Linked DNA regions of Rattus norvegicus: region 1 is linked to region 2. Evidence: chromatin contacts called from public Hi-C data. All regions are on one chromosome and are shown on one strand. The core of a region is the stretch at or near the end of the contact, and the rest is flanking DNA. Distances in the headings are between cores, read along the strand shown. Region 1 holds the start of Dpp4 (dipeptidylpeptidase 4). Region 2 overlaps Dpp4 (dipeptidylpeptidase 4).

What was found. A called contact is a pair of places that touch in the nucleus more often than the background predicts.
Region 1: a Hi-C map of kidney shows a contact between it and region 2, with 2.4 times the contacts expected there. The contact joins the promoter of Dpp4 here to the enhancer-like site in region 2. A contact is called at or near these places in 3 of 12 Hi-C or Micro-C datasets (kidney and liver).

What each region holds. Positions count from the first base shown.
Region 1 is chr3:67,450,711-67,454,436 of GRCr8, reverse strand. It overlaps Dpp4 (dipeptidylpeptidase 4), which reads left to right and starts at 2,015. Exons shown (of 26, transcript NM_012789.2): 1 at 2,015-2,109; 2 at 2,595-2,679. The coding sequence starts at 2,104.
Region 2 is chr3:67,406,768-67,410,584 of GRCr8, reverse strand. All of the region lies in intron 10 of Dpp4 (dipeptidylpeptidase 4), which reads left to right. Among named protein-coding and RNA genes, the nearest start is that of Dpp4, 44 kb to the left of the region's middle. Within about 2 kb of position 2,189, at least 11 of the 93 cell types and tissues checked have an H3K27ac peak or open chromatin away from gene starts, as enhancers often do. A contact at or near this core is called in kidney and liver, where this site is marked.

The DNA.
Region 1 (3,726 bases), core at 766-3,265, 44 kb before region 2:
TGTGAGAAAAAAAATTTGCTCTCGGCTTCTTTGGCTTGTAGGAGCCCATCTTTCCCCCTCGTTCTTTTATGCCATTTTCCCTGTGTGTCCGTCTTTGCTTCACCATTTTATAATGATCGGGGTCACATTGGGTTATATTGTCATAATTTAATATGCAGAGGACCGATCTCCAAATGAGGAGATCTGGGAGCTATGGCTTTAAGTACGTATTCTTGTTTAGAATATTCACTTTAAGAAATATTGCCAACTAAATACACAAATGAGTTCTCCACAATGAACAGTCTTACCTAATCATCCAAATGGTGAAGTTGGCATATGCGAGCACAGCGGACTTTAGGATGTGAACGGTGTGTATTTCCGGAAGAAACAAGACAAGCCCACCAGATCCCACAAGGCAAAAACGAGCACCGATTCAGAGAACTTGGATTCTGCTGTGCCTTCTCCCATGGTGGCAATGTCTCTCCCTCAACACTTTCCCTCAGAGGCTTTAGGGAGAGTTGCCTTTAACCAAAGAATGGTAGAAGGTGAAGCATCGTTCTTTAGCAAAGAAAGAGGGCACAGCTGTGGGGGGAGAAGCTACTGTATGAAAGCTCTGCTCAGGAACTCTTCCTGAGGAACAGAACATTCTGTGTGGGAAAAGAAATGATGAGCCGGAGCGTCTACGCCAGCCCAAGTGGTAGATAATATATCGACTGGCTGATTCATTACGGACTTGTTTAAAACACCATCAAAAGGCTGATACATGAAAACTCACAGAATGTCCACAGAGTGTGGAAATAACTGTGCATGAATGGAAGATTTATCCCAGAGAACAAGATGATCTGTTCTGTAGATCCATCCAGTGATCCTTGGTGCAGGCTTCCAGGTTCAGCCCTGGGCTGGTGTGTTTATTACTTTTGTGGAAAGCCCCACTGGCTGACGGCAATAGACAGCAATGAGCCTTCTGGTATTCTGTTCCCTGCAGGTCTTTTTAGTCTGCCTTTTCAACTCTGGCTCAAGACTCCAGGAAGTCTTGACTCAACTTCTTTAGGTGTTAGAAGAGGGAGATAGAAACAGATTGGACACTTGGGAGACATAATTAAGGAGACTGTGTGCGTGTGTGTGTGTGTGTGTGTGTGTGTATGCGTGCCTTAGTCTATTTATGTGGCCTGCCACAGATGATTTATGAAGAAATATACTTCCTTAAATTGTGGAGACACGAAAGACTAAGGTCCAGTGGCTTCAGCGTTCTTGCAGTGCCCTGCACTCTTTTTTTTTTTTTTTTTCCCCGGAGCTGGGGACCGAACCCAGGGCCTTGCGCATGCTAGGCAAGCACTCTACCACTGAGCCAAATCCCCAACCCCTGCCCTGCACTCTTAATTTAAGCTCCATAGCATCATGGCTGAGTGGGTTGGTGGAGTGACTTGATGTCGCTGTGCGTAATCTTCCTTTCTGTAAAGTAACACATTAATCGCGTAGAACAGTGCTTAAAGTAACTTCCCACTTAAGAAGTGGTAGCGTTATTATTTTTTCTTGATGAGAAGAGATGCCCGCAAAATTAGTGAAAATTCCCCGGGGAAAGTTAATACCGATATTCAACCTGAAGTGTCATTCAAAGGTGAACAATCACCCTTTCTCTTTCTTTGCCAGCCAGATAACATGGGACACTCAACCCCTTCTCTCAGCCTGACAGACCTCTCAGGGAAAGAGGCAAGAGAACTGGCAACTAGTTTCTGCAGTGAGCTGTGAATCTGCCAAACTCCATGCCCTCTTGGACCTCAGCTGCCTTGCTTATCCACGCAAGGGAGGAACAGTTAAATCCCAATGTGCAATGTCCTTTTCGGCAAAGGGGGTTCGCTGTCCCCTGTGTCCCCCACTCACGGGGGCCCTGCGTGCCACTCCCTGGCTCGCCTAGTAGTCCTTCCGCGCTGGGTCGCCTGCCGGGCGCCCACACTGCGCACCGAAGCCCGCCTGGCGCTAACTAATGTTTAACTCGGGCCGAAACTTGGCGGCGAGCTCAGGGTGACTGTGTGCAGAGCAGAGGCGCAGGACGTCCGTCTCCGCGCGCGGTGACTTCTGCCTGCGCTCAAGCTTCAGAGTTCAGTTTCAAGGAGCCGCCCAACCATGAAGGTGAGTGCACCCCGCGTCGCGGCTCCCTGAACCCGGAGTCGGGTTGTGGGTGGTGGTGTTTTGACAGATTTCCCCTAAACTGCCCTAGCGTTCCTGGAGGCAACCAGGAGCTGGCAATAGGCGGAAGCCATGGGGCCACTCCAACAGGTGAAGGAACGTCCGTCCCTCACACTGGCTTAGATCTGTGGCGTGTCCTACTAGGACCCAGGCACTGAGCCTTGGAAGTCGGGGACAGTCACCCGTGGAACGCACGCGGTACTCTCATTTGGCTTCAGACGGTTGGGTGGGAGGAGAGAAGCCAAAAGATCATAAGATCATGCTCTGGGGCCAAAATTCAGTGCTTCTGCTGAGTGAGCGCCAAATCCCTCCAGTCTATTCCTGCACCTGCAAACCCCTCTGCCTCTGAAGGGGCCGAGTTCTAACCCTCTTCTCAGAGCAGGAACAAAGGCTTCCCTCTAATTGTTGGCAATCTGACCTATTTGCAGACACCGTGGAAGGTTCTTCTGGGACTGCTTGGTGTCGCTGCGCTTGTCACCATCATCACCGTGCCAGTGGTTCTGCTGAACAAAGGTAGAACCTTGCAACATCTTAAAAAGAGAGGGTGGTTGGAGCCGTGGTTAGGTGGCATGTGATCTTGCAAAGCCCACTTACTTTACTAGGGGCCTTGACCCCTGTGCTAGGTTAGGGCTGAAGAGACTTAACAAGTCTCTAAATACGTTTGCTCCTTCTGGGGGCTCCAGTGTTTAGGCCTTAAGGCTTCCTCGTTTTGTTGTGTATAATAAATACACACTTCCTGAAACTGGGAGGGAGGCACGGTTTCTTTTTATTAAATGCAATGGAAAGTATCTTAGCTTCAAATTGATTTTAGAGGATTGTGCTTGTAGAGCTTCTAAGGAAATAAGACAGCCTTTGAAGATCCAAAACATAGCAATGAGGGAATGAGGATGTCTTAAGTGGAATGGGAAATGAGAAAGAAAGGAGACAACAACATCAGGAAATCCAGAGATTTTTCCTTCAGACATGACGAGATTTCGCCAATTGAAAGATTCAGTTGTAGAGAAGTAATTATTGGACCATTTTAGAAATGTTGCATCACTAAATCGCCACTGTGCACAACAGGGTGACTTGGAGTCAGTCAGCTTTTACTGGGTTGTTTCCTTGAAAGCCAAAAGTCAGTTTGCCAGAAAAAAAAAAAAAGCAGATAATGGAATGGCACTATTAGATGCAATAAGCATGAATAGTTAATCTGAGTCTCCCTCCACTCCCCTTCTCTTGTGAACCACTACGAATTACACCCTACACACTGTGCACATTCTAAATCAGTCATCACCCAAACCAGTCTCTCCCGATGGAAATGTAGTCAGTTGGCCTTAGCCAGACCTCAGGGTAATAACTGACAATTAACATGTAGAGCTATGAGAATGATCCGGTTTCATGATGGAGCCACGGTACCAAAGGTTAGTCAATGAAGCCTCAGCTGATCGAGTTTAATTAAGACACCAGTGATTATTACTGTTTTAGGCAAACTTAGTTCTGTTGTTTGGGAACTAAGGAAGATCAGATGTTCAAGACCAGCCTTAGCAGCAGAAGAAACTGAGGCCAGCCTGGAAGATAGGG
Region 2 (3,817 bases), core at 940-3,439:
TTGAGAAAACTACCAAACAAATTCAGCACTACTCTCCTTGGCTCTCCCAGGTCTCCCCACTCGTTTTCTGTTTGTCCACTCCTTCCACAGAGCTGTCAGCAAGTGGAGTCCTGTTAGTGGCTGAGTCTGGTCTGCCCCTCTGTTAGGAATTAGACCGGGAACAGGATGAGCCTCTCTACCACACTCACAGATTGAAGCTTGTGACTAGTTAGGTTAGTTGAACTGCTGGTGTTCACTGACAATGCCAAATGGGAACCCAAGAGCTCAAAATGTTTGTGAGGAAACAGTATACAACACAGATTTTGTGAAATTCCTAACTTTTCTTTAATAGTTGTGTTTCCAGGGTCAAGCAAGACAAGATCTTTCAGAGAGGGAACAATTTTATAATAACTGGTGCAAAGCAGGGTGACTGAGATGCAGTGTCTGATACTATAGAATAATGTAATAGAGAAGAAGCCAGGTAGCCAAATGGATGGGTTGGTAGATGAATGGAAAGGTGGGTAAGAAAGTTGGGCTTTCCATGTGTTCCTGTAGGTGTGTGGCACAGGAATGAATCCCCACAGCCAGCTCCAAGGATAGCTTTCAAAAATCACCCTGTGGACCAAGTCCCCTTTCCTTCCTCTGACTAGGTTTCTGCAGGCTAAAACTACTGGACTGGAGAGGGTGTGTCTAGTGAGGTGACCCCTCCTAACATTTGGTGAACAGCCTCGGGGGCCCATCACACCCAGCTGATGATTTACCCTGGACCATAAGAGACACAGTAGACAAAGACTCCCTCTATTTCTCTGAACACCCGATGACCCTTGGTCTACACACACTAGGCTCATCACCTTGCCAGGCAAGAGGTAAACTGAACTGGCATTCCACCCCCTCAGCCAGCATGCAGGTGATACCCAGAAGAAAGCAGACAGATTAGGGCTTTCGTGCTACTACACAATGTTGTTTCCTTCAACCCTCCTGCATCCCACCACCCATCCCTCTTCTCAGCAATCTGTCAGTGGACCCAGGAGGGTTGGCATCCCTATCAGAGCAAAGGGTGGCATGGAGCCCACGGCCGGCACTGGCAGTACGCCTGCTTCCTCTGGTGACTCATTGAATTAATCAGTCCCAGGCTGCAGTGGCTCCGGGTAGCATTTCCCCCTCCCTTATCCCCTCCAGTTAGCAAAGCATACATATCATTAATGTTCAGTTGAAACATTTATATAAATTAGAGGCAGTGATGTCACCTAAAAGCCTTTTTATGAAGTCCTTCCTCTTTGCAAGGACAAGGAGTCACTTTGCAAGATTTGCCACAGCAGGATGTCCTGTGAGTGTAGCTGGCTGACTTTCTTTGTAAAACCTGGCTTATGCATAACTCTCAAGGAATAAATACATTTCACTGAGAAAGGAGTTGTACACTCAGGGAATCCTAAGAGTGGGATGAACTAGTAGGACTTCCCAATGGGACAGGAAGATATTTTCAGGAGGGGCACATAGGGACAGGGGAATCTGAAGCCATCTGCTTGATTTGAATCCTGGATCTGGACGTTTCTGGGCAAGTTACTCCTCTACACTTGTGTTTCCTCATCTGCTAGACAGGAGCCACAGTGGTACCTGCCTCACAGAGTGGTCATGAGTCTTAAGGGAAGTAGGCAGTTTCCAGCCTAGAGTCAATTTCACACTGGTATAAACTCGTATAATTCCCGAAATCCACTGCTTCCACATGATAAGCAACCAGATTCTTCTGGTGACTGATGCATTTCCAACACTCTGAAGCCTCGTTTGGGTCCCTTTGCCCAACCTAGGATAAAAGACCAGGCTCTGAAGGAGGCTTAGCTGTATAAGAATCCCCCATCGTTTCCCACTCACTGTAAGAGACGGGATTTGTTCAGAAATTGGCCCCCTCCTCAGTCAGCATGTTATCCTACAAAGATAGTGGGTAGTCTTGCTGGTGGCATGTTCCTTTGGCTAAAGTGGGGACTTAAACCTTTGAGTGAGGAGTTGAGGCAAGCCGTCCATCGGTTTACGTCTTTTTCATGACTCTGAAGTGCCATCCTGGCCTAATGTTGTCTCAGGGCTGTGGTTAGAGGAAAGAATGTTTATAAAAACGTTTTAAAACAGATTGTCTGCTTCCTTGGTGAAAGGCCTCTCCTGAGCCCTCTCGGAGTGCAGAGTACGTTCTGAGTCACTGACAGTGACTAAGGTCTCAGACCCAGGTTTGTTAACCTTTATCTAGAAACACCAGGGATGGTGGCCAGGTCACATAATGTGACCCATGCACAAGAGTTTGCTGGCTGCTCTCCCACATTCCACTGCTCAGTGTTTTCTAATGACAGAAGTGGCTTTATAGTGTGGACAGCCAAGCCTAAGGTATAACACAGCTTTCATAGATAAAGCTACCTACCGTAGGTGACTTGGGGCATGAACGAGTTCTCTTGCTCCCACCTGCCTCACTGCAATCAGAACGCTTTTAAAAGGAGGAAGAGTGTTTCTGGGTGACAGCGTGTGTCTGTGAGTTAAGAAGTTTTCTCTCTCTAGCAAAGGAGATTTCACAAATCTCATCAGATTCTCCAGATCTTTTGGGTTTTTTGAGACATGGTTTTATTTTGTGGCCTCAGCTGGCTTTGAACTTCCAACAATCTGCCTGCTTTGGTCTCCAAAGAGTTTGTTGTAGTGGTGGTATGTGGTTGCTGAATCTAATCGGGCAAAAATGAGTGGTGTAGGACCAGGTCTAACAGAAGAGAATCCATGATTCAAATCCGTCCTGGCTGGCATTTGTCCTCATATCATTCACAGCTATCCATGGTTTTATATTGTGAAAGGGACAAGAACAATAGAAAAGGAATTCATGGCATTGAAACTGAACCTTTATATTGAGACATAGCCACTCTTATTAATGTCAGCATTGTCTCTAACTGCTTCTATACTGTGGCAATTTGACAGACAATATGTAGATCAGAACGACTAAAATATTTACTATCTGTGTCCTCAGCTAGATGTTTCTTGATCTTTGGTGTAGATTTTATTTTGGTGGAATATTAATTTTGAAAAACTTTATTTTCCTGTGCCTTATTTTTTAATTTTTCCCAATTATTTGCCAGGATATATTAACAGTTTACTCTCCTCCTGCCCTCTTGACTCCCCTGCTTCGGGTGAGTGCAGAAGAGCCAGGCTAGGTTCGGGCCCTCGCTCCTTCCAGGAGGTGGAGAAGCACTCTCAGACACTGCACTCTGATTGGCCCCTGGATGCTAGCAACACTGACTTGTAGACTTTATAGGAAACACCACCGCTGGCATGGAGGCACTTCAGCTAAGAACTAGAGTAAGGGCACAGAAGTCATTTCAGAATAAAGGTCAAAGTGGAAGGAAGAGGTCAACTGGGAAAACGATTTTGGATGTTCTGGAGAACATGGAGACCAAGGCAGCGGAGCGTGAGGGACCCTGAAATGGGAAGGTAGTATCGTGTGTGCTAATGTGGTGCCTGGTTGCTGTACAGACGCTGCACACCCGAAACCCCACAGTGAAATAACATGAGACCCAAGGGGTCTCCAGGGCACTGCCACATGAGACATTCATGCCATCCTAGGGGAATTGTGGAGCTGTGAGTATTTGATCTTGGGTGCTCAATTAATATCTTCCGTAAGACTCGGAGCTCAAGAAAAGAGGGGAGACAGAAACAGATGGGAGTTCTAAGGAAGGATGGCTGTGAGTCCTAACACAACAGAATTTTGCGTTCCTAGAGAACTTAGCAAGTACCTGTTTTATAGACAAGACCAATGTCGCCCCTGCCTCAAAGGAGCTGGCAGTCAAGCCAGAACAGGCTGACCTCAGGGGAGGAT